Linked DNA regions of Mus musculus: region 2 is linked to region 1. The links are chromatin contacts, called in public HiChIP or PLAC-seq maps. All regions are on one chromosome and are shown on one strand. The core of a region is the stretch at or near the end of the contact, and the rest is flanking DNA. Distances in the headings are between cores, read along the strand shown. Region 1 holds the start of Ppp4c (protein phosphatase 4, catalytic subunit). Region 2 holds the start of Zg16 (zymogen granule protein 16).

Evidence for each region. HiChIP or PLAC-seq counts read pairs in DNA pulled down with a chosen protein or histone mark.
Region 2: a contact with region 1 is called in an H3K4me3 HiChIP or PLAC-seq map of embryonic stem cells, with 8 times the contacts expected there. The contact joins the promoter of Zg16 here to the promoter of Ppp4c in region 1. A contact is called at or near these places in 15 of 39 promoter capture datasets (the C10 cell line, the HPC-7 cell line, the SN4741 cell line and 11 more), 4 of 484 Hi-C or Micro-C datasets (B cells, bone marrow-derived macrophages, nephron progenitors and 1 more), 24 of 115 datasets of contacts at active chromatin or transcription factors (the 230-238 cell line, the NIH/3T3 cell line, the SCID.adh cell line and 15 more) and 4 of 9 other capture datasets (adipose tissue, embryonic stem cells, liver and 1 more).

Annotation. Positions count from the first base shown.
Region 1 is chr7:126,791,130-126,793,928 of GRCm38.p6, forward strand. Ppp4c (protein phosphatase 4, catalytic subunit) reads right to left here and starts at 1,418. Exons shown (of 9, transcript NM_019674.4): 1 at 1,294-1,418; 2 at 932-1,094. The coding sequence starts at 1,029.
Region 2 is chr7:127,051,214-127,054,012 of GRCm38.p6, forward strand. Zg16 (zymogen granule protein 16) reads right to left here and starts at 1,462. Exons shown (of 4, transcript NM_026918.3): 1 at 1,420-1,462; 2 at 706-767; 3 at 414-546. The coding sequence starts at 760.

The sequences.
Region 1 (2,799 bases), core at 168-2,667:
GCCTCTCTCCATATCCATATCATGCTTAGCTCTCATGTTGTGGCCTTGACCTAGCTTAGGATGACCCTAAACCCCTCATTCTCCTTTCTTGGCATCCCAAGGGCTTGGGAGGGGCTGTTGAGAGGGGCTGGAGATAGCTCAATGGTTAACAGCACCGACTGCTCTTCTGAAGGTTCTGAGTTCAAATCCCAGCAACCACATGGTGGCTCACAACCATCTGTAATGATATCTGATGCCCTCTTCTGGTGTGTCTGAGGACAGCTACAGTTTACTTACATAAAAATAATAAATAAATCTTTAAAAAAAATTGTGTTGAAGCTGTGAGTTTTTTCAAAAACTCTTCCTTTTTTGAAAAGACCTCAACTCAGTAAAATGAGCTAGTCTGAAACTCTTCTAGTGTGACCTATTTATTGTTTTTCTTAGGATCGTAATGGAACACGAAGGTGGCTCAACTCCGTCTTCCAGAATCATAACTAAAAGGATCCGTATTCACAAGATCTGGCTTCAGATTCCATTCCTTCCTTGCTGGTAATTTTGAACAATTGGAGTCCTTGTTTGTTAAACTAGACACAAAGTCATTTTCTCTTTTAAGGACTGACGGGATTGAGAGGCTTTCGCAAATCACGTTTTGTTTTCTTGCCTTGAACCATCTCCTCACTCTTTAAGAATCTGTCCGAGAACTCAGCCCCTCCAAGAAACTTTCACCCCAGCAGGGCAAGCCATTTTCCCTGAGTTCCCTAGAACTTCCTGCCACTCGCTCTTACTCCACTAGAAACCCATACACAGCCGCCCCGTGGTTCCTGGGGAGAAGTGGCTCTCCGGACCTCTCTCTGGCGACGTTTCCGGGCTTGGGCAAGCCCTAAGTTCTCGGCGGAGTTTGCCCGGCCGAGACCCCCGGGGCGACCGGCTGGAGTCCCTTCCGCGGGCTCACCTGGCCTTGGCGCACAGGGCCTTGACTTCGCTCTCTTTGATCAGCTCGCAGCGCCGTAGCTGCTCGATCTGCCGGTCCAGGTCGCTGATCTCCGCCATGGCCCACCCCCCCGGCGCGGGTCAGAGTCGGGGCCGCCGCCCCCTCCGGACCGCACAGGGGTCTCCTGGGAAAAGGGAAGGCGAGCCCGCCAATCAGAGGGTCCGTGCGGGAGGGGGGACTCGATTCTGGGACCGCCCCCCCCTCCCCTCACGGCGGCCCAGGACCCTCCGCGTCCCGCTGCCCTGGCCGCACCCCGCCAACTCCCGTCGAACCCCGCGGGCCCGCGCTAAGGACGGTGGCCTAGAGGGGCCTCGGACAATTACCGCCGCGGAGACTCCGGCTGAGTCTCTTCGACTCCCCACTTCCCTCCGCTTTGGGCCTCCGCCACCGCCGCTTCTACTTCCGGCCTCGCCGCGGAAGCAAAGGGAAACCAGTGCTCTCGCGCGCCGGAAGTGACGCACACGAGCCACGCCTCGCTGAGGCACCGGGAAGGAGAAGAGAAGTAGCCGGAAGTGGGCGGGCGAAGTTGGTTGGAGGCAAATACAGCAGTGCGCCTGGTGTACTTGTGTATGCCTGGTGAGGCGAGCCGCGGTAGGCTTCTCATCTCACATTACATTATTCCCTGGGCTGCTTCTATTACAGATCTCACGGATAAAACTGCCTTGTTCATCATTGCCTCTCCGGTGTTTAGAATAAGGCCAAGTATTGCAGATATGCATAAATAATTGTTCAATGAAAGAGCCTATCCTGGTCCACATTTCTTGCCACGGTCCCATGGAGGAGCTCCGAACCTGGGCCAGACATAGTGGCCTATTTGTAATCCCAGAACTCAGGAGGCTAAGGCTGATCGTGGATACTAGGCTGTCAAAGCTACAGAGCAAACACTTGGCGGGGGGCGGTCACCTCACGAAGATAGCATATCTGATAAAAGAACTTGTCACCAAACCTACTGACCTGATTTGGATCCCCAGAACCCATATGGTGATGAGAGAAAACACGGAGGCTTAAATCTAATTGAAAAAAAATTTTTTAAGTGTCCACTCTCTGGACACCAAGCTTTTCCAAAATAGTTCACTTTTTTTCTTGACAGGGTTGCACTGTAGCTTAGAATAGCCCAGATTTCACAGCGAATCTCAGCCCAGATATTAATCAACCACACCCAACAATGCTTCTTATTGCCTGAACATATTCCTTGAAGGTGGCAATGGGTTTGGAGGCTAGCTTGATCACAGTTGAATGCTGAAAGTCTGGAGTTTCAATCAAAGCTCAAATATGAATCCATAGCTGTACTTGGTGGTGCACGCCTTTAATCCCAGCACTCAGGAGGCAGAGGCAGGCAGATTTGGGAGTTCGAGGCCAGCCTGGTCTACAAAGTGAGTTCCAGGACAGCCAGGGCTATACAGAGAAACCCTGCCTCAAAAAGCAAAAAACAAAAATTAATCCAGAAAAAAGTGGTTTTCAGGTCTGGCTTTCACCTTTCATTTGCTGAAACTCAAAGCAACACAAACACTAAGCCAGCCCCTGGAGCTCCCCAAATTCGCAGTGCATGCAGTCTGCCTCCTTTCTCTTTGCCTTTTGCTGTAGGCAGAGCAGGTTATTGATCTTCTGCACACCATACTCCCTCTTTTTCAGTATTCTATTGTCCCTCTCAATTTTGAACAATTTTTATGTGCCTTAAGATTTTCTTATAGAGGGTGGGGAGATGGCTCAGTGGTTAACACTGACTGCTCTTCCAGCCTGCCAACCACCTGGGTTCAATTCCCAGCACCCACATGGCTGCTCACAACTGTTCCAGAGGATCCAACACTCACACATACACACATTTCAGT
Region 2 (2,799 bases), core at 212-2,711, 260 kb after region 1:
CAAGAGTCTGAGTTTGCTCACAATACACACTTCAAAGAGGCCCGAGGATTTCAAACACCAGAAGACTGCCCAGGCCAGACAGGGAAGAGACAAGCCAACAACTGGCTCATGGTTCAGAACATGGAACAGAAAGAAATACATTTGGCTCTTCATGTGATGGAAGTTTCCAGCTGGAGGGTGGGATAGAACTATTCCAGGACAGACAACAAGCAGGGACAAAGGATGCTCAACAGAAATGTTGGAAATAGGTTTAAACCAAAGGTGAAATCCAACCCAGGTAATGTAAGGCTCCTGGGTGTTTGTGATTACAACGTGCCAAGGTGTGCACAGGTGCGACCCAAGGTCAGCGAGAACTTTCCAACTTAGCAAGGTCCTAGACAGATCCCAACGTACAGAAACGCAGAGACTCTTACCCTACTATGTAGTATCTGTTGACCCGGATACGGAAGGCGGTGATGGGGCCGTCCAGCTGGTTGCCAGAATGAGAGAATCGCTTTCCTCCTTTACCTCCATACTCTCCACTGTAAGAGGATGTCCTGGACTGAACTAGAGGGGAAAGAAAGGCCTGGAGGCACAGATGCTCTGGGAGCACAGCTGTCCCCCATACCCTCCTGCCTCCCACCACCCAAGCCAGCCTCTGACAATCCTGGCCAGCGGCAGTACACGGGCTGCCTTCCCATGATCTCCCTGTGGCATTTCACTTACTGGAATTAGCAGAGGCCGAGGCACAAAGAAGGACTAAGAGGGCGACGGCCAACATTCTGAGGCTGCGGTGGGAAGAAAGTTAAAAAGAAAGCTCATTCCGTGATGTGACTGTGGCTACTCGTCTCTCCAGATCCAAAAGAGAATCCTAACTTCCTTTCAGTCTGTCCAGCTGAGTCAAGCCTTCCTCCATCCCCGCACAATAAACAAGAGAGCTTTCTGAAGAGGAAGTAAAGGCCATCTCCAGAGTCCTGAGGCAGTTGAGTTGGTGAACCAAGAATCTGAGCAAAACCTACCTGAAGTCATCTAGTCTATGAAGTATCTGAGGCACACTTAAGTCTCTAGCATCATTCTACTCTTAAATCAAGGCAAAGAAGATTTTAGAGGTGCCTCCATGTGACCTTGGGAGCAAAGGAGATGACAGAAGACACTGTGCCAACGACAAGGGTCTGAGAAGACCTGGTGGAGCTGAGAGAGGCTAATAGGAGGGATATGTGTGAGCTCAAGACATCAGATCCCAGGCAACTTGTCTGTGTATCATAACCCTGTCTCCACCAGCCAAACTGTCCATATCCATCCCCCCAAGCATCCCTCAGCCAAAACCAGACATCTTTGCACTCCAAAGCAGCTCACATCCAGGAGCTGATACCCAAGTCTCCCCTGCTACAGTCCAGGCATTGTCTTTTCTAGCTCATCTCTGAGTATCTCCCAACTTACCTTTCCCCTAGAAGTTGCAGATGCTAGTCTTCTAGAAATTTCCAGAGCTTTTATACCAGGTCCAAGCCCTCCCACTGTTCTTTATCCTGTGAACCTCACCTGCTGAGCAAACATGATCAGCTTCTTAGGGTCAGGTGTCAAGCAGGCCTGGAACATCTTATCCTGCCTCTCCCGCAAGGGTTACAGGTGGCAAGGTGGGGTCCACTCTAGACAATGTGCCAGGTTTGTGAAGAGACAATTTGCTAAAAGTCCACCTGAAGGGTGGGGAAAGCAGTTAGTATTTAAAGAGTGTGATTAATCCAGACATGGTGGCTCATGTCTGTAATACCAACATTTGAGGGGTGGGGAGAGGGTCATGAGTTCAAGGCCAGGCTGGGCTGTAGATGAGACCCTGTCTGAAAACACAAACAAACAAATGAGAATGTAATCCAAGAGCTGTAGGTATTCATCCCTGAGAATCAGTCCTTGCCCTAGGTCAGCCCCAAGAACTGACCCCAGGTAACTGTCAACCTCAACAGTCATTTGTGATACATCTTCTCCTAGAAAACAAAATCACTTTCAACTCTGAGCAGTGCCAAATATTTGCCTGATAATTTTTCTCTATTTGTTGGTATTATATTATGAAAAAATCTAATTATAAAGCTTAAAAAAATAAATAGTGAGCACCTATATCACAAAGTCTGATGTTATTAATGCTTTGCCATGCCTGGGCTATCTGTCCTTCATCCTTACATCTACCCATCCTCAGTCAGACACTTCTCAAGTCTTTTTTTCTCTGAGAAGGGGAGCCTGGGGCTACAAGTGGGCAGTCCAATGGGCATGTGGGAAGCAGAGGGACAGAGTTTATACAAGTCCTCCTCTGCGAATACTTAGACACTCTGTGAGGACTAGACCCTCAGGACCTCCAGGCACCATGGTTATAGATCACCAGAGTGAGCTGTCCCTTTCCTTAGGTCTGAAACACCTCAGATCAATGCTGTTGATTTCTTCTTCCTTTAGGTCCTTCCCTTCCAAGGCTGATTTCCTCTTGATCTAAAGTCCCTAGACCGGACCCCTAAGTACTAGTACTTGAGACCCTGTTAGACCAGCCCTGTGATCCCTGAGTCACCAGGACCTTCCCAGCAGAGAGGTTGGAGCCTAGGGAGGAGCTAGAATAAGCAGTGTCAGGCCTTAATGACCCGCAGTCAGGAATTCAGAGCATACACCCCTTGCCTTGCAGGCTCACCATCTGGGACTGAAAACTCATCCCAGATAGCTAGAGTCCTGCCCTGAGGAACCAGAAATAGGGCAGGGCTCCTGGTGATAATAGATCCCAGGAATAGAGCCAGACAGCCACCACTATTCCACCTCCCCTTCCTCTCCTCTTCTCCATGTTCAAGA